2 separate regions of the Mus musculus genome follow, and region 1 is linked to region 2. A link is a contact called in public Hi-C data. All regions are on one chromosome and are shown on one strand. Each heading gives the region's core, a stretch centred on a gene start, on an enhancer-like site or on the middle of the called end of the contact. The rest is flanking DNA. Distances are from core to core; before and after follow the strand shown. Region 1 overlaps Kpna7 (karyopherin alpha 7 (importin alpha 8)). Region 2 overlaps Smurf1 (SMAD specific E3 ubiquitin protein ligase 1).

Region 1 (4,708 bases), core at 456-2,955, 88 kb after region 2:
AAGGCGTGCACCATCATGCCTGATTTTTTTTTTGAGAGACTCCCATGTAGCCTAGGCTGGTCTAAAATTTCTACTGTGCCTGCTTCTACCTCCCACATGCTAGGATTACAGTGGTGGACCTCACTAATATGTCTACTTTCAGTCTAATAATTAAAAATATTTTTGGGAGGGGGAGGGGGAGAGAGAGGGAGAGAGAGAGAGAGTGAGTGAGTGAGAGAGAGAGTGAGTGAGTGAGAGAGAGAGAGAGAGAGAGAGAGAGAGAGAAAGAGAGAGAGAGAGAGAGAAAGAGAGAGAGAGAATGCACACATGTACACATTCCACAGCATGTGTGGAGGGGTTAGAGGTCAACTTGTGGCAGTTGGCTCTCTTGCACTAATTAGGTCCTGGGAATTGAACTCAGCCCCTCAGGTGAGGCAGTAAGCACCTTAGCACCTTTACACCCCGAGCCGTTTTACCAGTTCCATCTTGTGGATTTTTAAGCAGACTTGGCTGCCATTGAGAACACGTGTGCTGTGACCCCCCCCCCCCACCCACCCATCACCGCTCTCCCTCTCCCTCTTCCCTAACTGAAACTCTGTCCTCGCTCACACTAACGCCTAGCTCCCACTCCGCCCAGCCTCAGTTCTCTACTATCTGCTGCTATGCACTTGCACTGTCTCAGGTCCTCAAGGAAGAGGAATCAAACAAGACCTGTGCGCATGCGCAGAATCAGGTTCTCGAGGAAGAGGAATCAAACGAGCCATGTGCGCATGTGCAGAATGTGTAACTACCATGCGCACAGGGTCACGTGCACCCGTGTGTACAGGGGCCAGAGGTTGACTTCTGGTGTCTTCCTCAATCACACTCCACCTTCGTCTTTTGGGGGTGGATGTCTCTCACTAAATCTGGAGCCCTCCAGTTTGGATAGACTGGATGGCCATCAAGCCCCCCGTCTCTGTCTTCCAAACAGTGGGATTCCAGGTGCCTGTGCCTTGCCCAGAGTTTTACATGGATGTCAGATTACAAGCCTTGGCCCTCATACTTGTCTGGCAAACATGTCACCAACTAAGGATGTCTTCAAAGTCTCCACTGCCTTGAATTCCCTATGCACTTGAGGATGGCCTTGAACTCCCGACCTTCCCAGCTTTTACTTCCTGAGTGCTGGGGTTACAGGCCTGCGTCATCTCCCCCTGCGAAGTGGTCACCTGGTAAACTTTATGTTATTTATATCCTACCACTGGATAGACCTTTACAGAAACCTCTATCTGATCTCTACTTCCCCAGGCCACAGACAACTCAGACATTTTATGGAGTAACTCATTCCCAAACTTATGTGTTCTAGAAAGAGACAAAATGTAGTGTTGAAATGGTTTCCCCCAAAAGCTGGGCCAGACGGCATTGTTTGCATTCTTAGAAAAATCTCTTTCAGAGTATTGTCCTTTGTCCCTTCCACTCCTATTCCCCTGGGTGGGGCTCGAGGGGGGGCGGGGGAGGCAAGGGAAAGACAGTTTAAAACCAGAAACCAAGAGATAAGCTCCCATGGGTGTAGACTGGCTTTGTGTGCCCTAGGAAGGCTAAGGCCAACCTCAGTTGTCATTCCATAGGAGCTATTTGTGTTGCTTAAACAGTGTGTGTGTGTGTGTGTGTGTGTGTGTGTGTGTGTGTGTGTACCCTGTGCATGAGGTTAGGGACAATCGGCAGGAGTCATGATTCTCCTATCACGTACATGGGTCCCAGGGATGCCAGTCCTCAAGCCTGACATGGAGCGCCTTTACACAGACGTTGAGGATAGTCTCGTATCATTTGAGAGGAGGGAACTTTAATTAAGAAAATGTCTCCAGGGCTGGTGAGGGGGTGCAGCAGCTAAGAGCACTGACTGATTTTCCACAGGTCCCGAGTCAATTCCCAGAAACCACATGGTGACTCATGACCATCTATACATAAAGGGATCTGATGCCCTCTTCTGGCCTGCAGGTGTACATGCAGACAGAGCACTCACAAGCAAGCAAGTGAGCAAGCAAGCTAGTAAGCAATAGAAAATAAAAGAAAGAAAGAGAGAGAGAGAGAGAGAGAGAGAGAGAGAGAGGGAGAGAGAGAGAGAGAAAGAAAGAAATTGCCTAAGAGAGGCCTGAAGGGAATCCTGTCAGCTCCTGCCTCCAGGCTCCTACCATGGTTGAATTCCTGTGCTGACTTCCTTCAGTAGCAAACAGTGATGTGGAAGCTTAAGCCTAATTAACCCTTTCCTCCCCAACTTGCTTTTGGTCATTGTGTTTCATTGAAGCAATAGAAACCTTAACTAAGACACCACCCATCATCCATCTTGCCGACGACGCCTCTGCGGTGTGTTTAATTTTGCATTGCATCTCTCCCTGGATTGGGATCTGTTTAGCTAGACTGACTAAGCACTGGGTCAAACATCCGTGCTCACCCAGGACTGGGATTCTAAACATGGATCAACAAGCCTGGGTTTCTCACATGGGCTCAAATTTAGGTCCTCACACTTGCATAGCAAGCACTGGATCATCTGAGCCATGCCCCAGCTCCCAGACAAGCTTCCTGATACTCAAAGGCCACCTGTAGAACGGGGACCAGCCGGGTTCACAGGATAATGGTGGAAGCACGGCCACCAAGAGCCAGCCCCACAACACAAGGGTCTCCTTACTCACCTCACAGAAGTATTTCTCGATGATGTCCAGGGCGCTATTGCTGATGGAAATGTTGTGGTGGTGCTGTAAACACTCAATTTTTTCAAAGCCACCAAATTTTTCTATCTGAAAATACAGCCTTTTCTTCTCTTGTAGATTGTCTATATGCTGAGGATGGGCGAGAAGCCAGCAAAGAGACAGTGAGACCCAGAGCGTGCTTGGGCAGTGTGTGTGTGTGTGTGTGTGTGTGTGTGTGTGTGTGTACTCATGCGTGTGTGCGCGCGTGCACGTGGAACTTCAGCTGGCCAGCCTTAAGGGGGCTGTTTTAGTTAGAGGCAGACCTGATCCAGGAGGAAAGGTCACAGACCCATTGAAAAGGCCAAGATCTCCCTCCTCTCCTGTCATTAATTCATTTCCTCAATCGTGCTTGAGTGCATTTATTTACAAAGTCCACCCCTGCCTTTAGTCATTCACAAAATCATCCACAAAGTCTTTCATTCACAACAATCACCCAGGAATTCACTCACTCATTCACAAAATCACCCAGGAATCCATTTGCCCAGGAATGCATCTGCTAATTCATTCATTCACAAAATCACCCAGGAATTCATTCACTCATTCACAAAATCACCCAGGAATTCATTCACTCACAAATACATTCATGAAGTCACCGGTGGGTTTATTTGTTCACACAGTCATTCACTTTTTTACTAAAAATGTATCCAACATTCATAGGATACTAATGTAATAAATCCAAAAAGGCATTTGTCCAAAGCACCAAAGAATTCAAAGTAAGAAAGCATTTAATAAACATCAAAGCCTAGATGAGCATTACAGGACTCTAGGAACTGCTGAGACAGGGTCTTACGCAGTCCAGGCCATCCTTGAACTTGGCTATGTAGCTGAGCACAGTAACCTCAATCCCTAGTCCTCCTACCTCCACCTCCACCTCCCCAGGTGTGGGCTTGGCAAGTCCACTCAACGCAGTCATTAAAGGAATCCATGGTATCAGCGCATAGCATTTCTCTCTTCACCTTTGTCCTGACCGTCCTTGGGGAATGACATTATCCTGTCCAGGCACAGTGCCACTCAGGAACGATTTATAGTTCTTTCCAATCCAGGCCTGTCTTTCTTCTATGACTTTAACCCCTGGTGGTTTACTGGATCTTAAACAATTGATATAGGGAGGCTGGAGAAATGGGTCTGTGGCTAAGGGCATTTCCCAAAGGACACAGGTTCAGTTCCCAGCTCCCACAAGGTAGCCCACAGCTATCTCTAATTCCAGTTCCAGAGGATTCCATGACCTCTTCTGGTCCCCGTGGCCCTGCATTCACGTGGTGTACAGACATACACGCAGGCAAAATATCCATTCGGATAAAATAAAAGTAAACCGATCTTTTAAAATAAATCTGATGCAGAAGTGGGCGTGGCGGGGTGTGACTCTAATCTCAGCATGTCAGAGGTCTCAGGAAGCTCAAGTGTTACCATGTGTCCTATGTAAGTCATACAGGGAGACCGTGTGTTCAGTGTAAGTTATGTAGGGAGAGCCTGTGTCAAATCTCAAAAGGAAAAGCATCAAAACCAAAAATGTGTCTGGAGAGATGTTTAAGAGCAAAAACGCCTCCTACAGAGGTGATCCTATGTGAGGTGGATTCCCACACACATCAGGGGCTCAGAACCACCTGCCACTCCAGTCCAGGGGACTCTGGTGGCTCTGGCCTCTGTTGGCACCTGTACTCATATGCACATATCCACATACAGACACATAGCCACACAAATGAAACAAACAACCCCTCGGCTCGTTTGTTCTGTTGTGAAGCTTCTGAGGGCTTTCTCTGCTCGTCTGCCCCAGACCTCAGTCCTCTCCCTCTCCCTCCATCTTCCATCTTCTTGCCCTTGCTATGCTACTTGCGTCTCTCCTGGTTATTCCTTTGCCTACGATGTTTCTCCCCAAGTGTCCGCGACGCGAGAGTCATCCACATGCTCACTTCTCACGCTTAGAGAATGTTCCCTCCCTTCCCTGAGCACCACAGGTGTGACAGCAGCCACTACCCTCTCTCAGTAGTGTCTCCTCCATCTGGCTT
Region 2 (4,862 bases), core at 2,309-4,808:
TGCTGCCCCCTAGGCAAGGGCATCAAGGCCGATCTGCACAAACACCCGCTGTTTCTTGGGCTTCTTTGTATTTTATAGCTTAGGCTGACCCAGAACTCAGGATCCTCCTGCCTGTCTCCTTAGTGCTGACATGACAGGCATACGCCATTGTGCCCAGCTAAACTCTAATTGGTAGGAACTTCCCTGTGTTGGTTCCCGAATCTCTGGGGTATAATCCCTGGGTTAATTACACCTTCCTTCACACACTAGTATGGTAGCTTGGAGCAGTTTTATCCCACATAGCAGTATATGGTTTGACACTTCTTTCCTACAGGGAAAGAGAACATGGCTGGCACCACAGGGGGCAGCATGGTAGGCATACGTACCCTTCGTTCTCCAGCAGCCCTCTGCAGTCCACCACTGACCCTCCACCGCCTATTCTGTCTCGGGTCTGTAAACTGACTACAACACAAAAGAAAAGCCCGCATTAACACCCAGGGCTGCTCGAGACCCCTGTCAGTATCACACAAAGGAAGCGAGTTTACACCTCCCCCCCTGTTTTCAGTGTGGAGCACCTCAGGCCAACAGCTGCACATACCACACAACCATTTGAGCAGTCCTTGAAAGCAGAAAGCAGAAAAGGCCCTGAGCTTCTCATGCCCCATCCCCATAAAACTGGAGAATGCAACATTTCACTCCATTAAGTTATCCATCTTAAGAAGACTAGGTTTATGTTTAGTGAAGGTACAAACCTTCAATCTAAGAAAACATTTATGTTCTAGTCTCACTGGTGCAAACAACATGTTTTACTCCTAGGTTTTCAGTTGTTTGATTTCTGCCCCGACACACCCCTCTACAAAGGAAAGAAGAAATTCCAAGTGGGATGCAATGCATGAGAACTTGATCCTCAAGTTGCTTCTGGGCGGATGCAGCACTCACTGTCTTGGGACCTGAGGCATCTGGAGTCCGAGTGACTCAGCCGGGCTGCGGCTCCACTGACTCCATGCAGCACACACACCCAGCATGTGCTTTCCCCTAACACACTGCCAACAACAGGGTGGGCAAGGAGACAGTGACTCAGAGAGGTCACTCCATCGGAATGCCTGCAGGCAATGCAGCAAGCATGCTTTAACCTTTCTCTCCACACAATGGAGTCCTCTGACTGTGAGTCACATTACACAGAACTTGTCACACACTTTCTTTGCTTTTGCAACAGAATGGGGCTTCCCAGAAAAGCCACACTCCAGCTCCTGCCCCTGTAGTCTCAACTCTTATCACCCCTGACAAGATAAGGGTCGATTGTCCGTTCCTGTGCTGAGTAGCACAACACTTATAAACCACAACCTCCCATCCTGGCTGGAGTCACTGGAACTAAGTTTCAATGACAGGATGATGGGAACCAGAGAAAAGAAAGGAAACCACACAAGAAAGGTTTAGTACTGGAGAGATGGCCCACTGTGGTCTGCCCTGGAAGCCTGTCCCCCGTCAGCACTGGGAGCAGGACGGAGGGTTCCATCCAAGTCCCTTTATGCAGATGAGAAAATTCTTACCCACTATTTGGCCACGAACTGCATCAGTATCTGAGGGATTTAGTTTGCATAGATCCAAACGCTGGTCTGCAAACAAACAATTCAAAACTTAACCCAAAGAACGTTAACTAGGGAGGAAGGCAGGAATTCTGCATTCGGCATTCAAATAAAAGTAAGACACAGGGCCGCCTAAGCTTTCCGAGGGTGCACTGAGAGGCAGAAGAGCGTCTGGTTCTTACAGCCAGTGTCTTTCAATCTGCTGATGGCATTGGAGAGCAGCCGCACACAGCCCAGGAAGCCAGCCCCCTGCTTCTTGTGGATCTTCTTGTGGTTCCACACACTGATGGTTATCGAGTCCGTTTTCCCAACATACCTGTGAGAGCACACAAACTCGTTCAGCACACAAACTCGTTCAGCACACAAACTCGTTCAGCACACGAGTCCATCGGGCCCTCACCCACATGCATCTGGCTGCCTCGGGACCCTGGCAGTGAGGGCAGAGCCACCATCCCTCATCAGGCACAGGAAAAGGACTCCCACCAGCTACACAAGCAGTGAGTGCAGGCAACCATGGTGTAATAAGCATTTTTAAATTTGTTTTTCCCTTTGTTCATTTATTTACTGTACTAGAGATCCGAACCAGGGATTTCACAGGGGCCAAAGCAAGCCCTCTACCACTGAACCACACCCTTGGTCCCTCACTGGCAAGAGTTCTACCTAAAGTGAAGAACAATAGGCAGGTGTTCTACACCTAATGCCACATGCCCAATCCTATCCCACCACCCTTAAAAGGAAACAAACAAAAGAAAAAAACCTTTTTTTATTCTGAGATGGAGTTTAAGCTCCCCAGACTGGTGCTGTGAAGCAATTTCCTTGGAATTAAAATATTCTACACCAGAAGGACTTATTGAGACTCAGGAAATTCTAAAGGAATCTCATTAAAACACAGGAAGTAAGCAACTCACAAAGTCTCAGGAAGTCCTGAAACTTAGCAGATTTACAAGGTCCCTTCCTCCCAGCCCTCCCAGAGTTAGCAGGGACTGCTGAGGAAAGAAGACTCCCCAAGCTGCTCAGCTGCCTGCAAGGCCCAGCACCGCTGGTGCTGGAGTGGGTTTTCAGAACTTCGGTAGCTCCTCTAAGTCAGCCCTCACCCCACCCTCCTGTAAGGAAGTCCAGTGTGTTCATCAAGTCACAGAGTGGACCATGATGGAGAAATTACCTCAGTCTGTCTCTGTTTACATCTCCCCACATAAGAGCCAGGTTGACTGGCTCTGTAAACTAGGCAGGCCCCTGACTTGCGATGCTCCTGTCTCAGCTTCTGGAAGTGCCAGCACTACAGGCCCCTATACCACTAGGCCCAGCATGTGATAAGATCTTGTAAAAAGGTTGATTATGCATCCCATTCTGGAAAGCAGTGACCCAGGCTTAACAGAGAACACTGGGGCCGCTTACAATTTTACTGTCTGTCCAAAATGCACAAAGGCACATGGACCAAGATAATAACCCCACTTGATCCTAGGGTGTGTCCACAGAGAACTGTCAGGACAGATGGCAACCACAGTCCAAGCCATGTGAGGAAAATAACAAACACATGTATTATTAAAAAGCCCATCACACCTGCACACGCTCTGCAGTTCATGTTAATAATCATTGTGCATGGACATGCGTCCACATAAAAACATGGCCCTAAATTTGGAATGAACATACAAAACTGTATGCTGGGTTGTTTTTTGGTTGTAAGCATAGGAGCATACTAAGGCAGGGGTCACGGCTCCTTTTGGTTGGTTGGTTTTCTGCTAGCATGACAAGGGGATTGACATGTCCAAGATCACAGTGTCACTGTGGTAAGGGCCAAATCATGAAAACCCATGAGAACAAATGCCAAGACATCAGGGGATGTTGACTGGGAAGTCAGTAACAGGCCATGTTCGCTTTGTCAAGTCTTTGGTTATCAGTAAAGTCAGCCATCTTTTTTCCCCTCTAAGTGTCTCCTCCAAGCCTGACAGCCACTTTTCCGCAGCCCCAGAGCCTCCCAGGGAGGAGTGACTCACAGGTCATAGTGCTGGTTCCACTTTGGGTCCAGGGTGTTTTTCACAGTGTCGGTTGAGTGGCACTGCCCAGAGCCGTCCACAACAATCTTGGCAAAGGGGTCGGGGAGTCCTGGGGAGAGAGAGAGCAGACATAGGCAGATGTGGTGAGAGTCTACCTGGTGGCACAGCGGCATCCTACAGAAGAGAGTGGCAGATTGCCCCTTGGGATCAGGCTTGCACATGCCCCGCCTCACTGCCTCTCTTTGAATGTTATCTTCATTAGCAAAGAGAGGTCTGAGCCTCGTGCTGCACCTTCACACTTGGATGAGCAGAAACGCATGGAAACAGTCTTAGATCCAAACATCCATCTCTGCTGAGCTTACATTTCAAAGCTTGCTTCTGTTTACATGTGTGTGTCTGTGTATGCACATGTATGCACATGAGTGTGGGTACTGCAAAGGCTTACAAGTGTCAGATTTCCTGGGGCTAGACGGGCAGCCATGACAAACACTGGACACAGACACCGAGCGATTTGTCTGTTGAGCCAGCCCAACTCTGATCATTACTAAAGGGACTGACTGGATGCAGAAACATGATCTATCAAGTAAATTTTTCAATAGTCACAATCCCCAGAAATGTTACTGATCTTTTGCCTGTGTTAGCTGTGGCATCACGGCGCCTGTCCCCGAGTCACAAGTGGATGCGACAGGTTTGATGCCAGACAAGCAACAAGGCCGGAGGCTTTGGAGAGAGGCTGGGCTGCAAGCCACCACTTTGGAGTTTCCTGGCTACTGAGTCTTTGAGCCTAAGTCTCTTCTTCCTGAAACTGTAGATGACGCCACTCAGGCAGCAAGCCCCCTGGGATGGGAACGAGGGAGTTTTCAGGGCTGACTGCACAGGGGCGAGGTGCGCTCAGGAGTACAGCCCTCAGCATTTTATAGTTCCTCCCTTGCAGAGGTTTTCAAATGGAATGTATTTTGTAAAACTGGATTGGCAATTTTAGCCAAGCCACTTACATCGTAAATGTCTTGGTGTATTTGAGGAGAGAGCAGGGTCCTACAAGCTACCAGATCGGATGCAGGGGACGTGGGCATGGCTGCAATGGGGGAGGAGACCTATGCTGGGGGCAGCTGGGAGACGCTGCTCAAGCTCTGGCCTCCTATACTCTTAGACAACACCCATTGTTTTGTTTTGTTTTGTTTTGTTTTTTAATTAAATGTCAGAGGCCAACAAGATCTAAATTCAATCTCTGTAGCAATATGGTGTAAGGGGAGAACTTCCTGCAAGCTGTCCTCTGACCTCCACACGCATGCTACGGGAAACA

Evidence for each region. Hi-C and Micro-C count contacts between places; a contact is called where the count stands out from the background.
Region 1: a Hi-C map of reprogramming fibroblasts shows a contact between it and region 2, with 2.5 times the contacts expected there. The contact joins two enhancer-like sites. A contact is called at or near these places in 15 of 39 promoter capture datasets (the 3T3-L1 cell line, 3T3-L1-derived adipocytes, the HPC-7 cell line and 9 more), 2 of 15 datasets of contacts at CTCF or cohesin (the NIH/3T3 cell line and stem cell-derived epiblast-like cells), 79 of 484 Hi-C or Micro-C datasets (the 3T3-L1 cell line, the AML12 cell line, the C2C12 cell line and 45 more), 23 of 115 datasets of contacts at active chromatin or transcription factors (the 3134 cell line, the NIH/3T3 cell line, bone marrow-derived dendritic cells and 14 more) and 5 of 9 other capture datasets (adipose tissue, embryonic stem cells, embryonic tail and 2 more).

Annotation. Positions count from the first base shown.
Region 1 is chr5:144,987,041-144,991,748 of GRCm38.p6, forward strand. Kpna7 (karyopherin alpha 7 (importin alpha 8)) reads right to left here. Exons shown (of 12, transcript NM_001347531.1): 10 at 2,646-2,792. Among named protein-coding and RNA genes, the nearest start is that of Kpna7, 19 kb to the right of the region's middle. Within about 2 kb of position 1,706, at least 50 of the 459 cell types and tissues checked have an H3K27ac peak or open chromatin away from gene starts, as enhancers often do. A contact at or near this core is called in reprogramming fibroblasts, where this site is marked.
Region 2 is chr5:144,897,618-144,902,479 of GRCm38.p6, forward strand. Smurf1 (SMAD specific E3 ubiquitin protein ligase 1) reads right to left here. Exons shown (of 18, transcript NM_001038627.1): 3 at 3,560-3,668; 4 at 1,748-1,881; 5 at 1,530-1,595; 6 at 366-441. Among named protein-coding and RNA genes, the nearest start is that of Mir7039, 3.2 kb to the left of the region's middle. Within about 2 kb of position 3,559, at least 22 of the 459 cell types and tissues checked have an H3K27ac peak or open chromatin away from gene starts, as enhancers often do. A contact at or near this core is called in reprogramming fibroblasts, where this site is marked.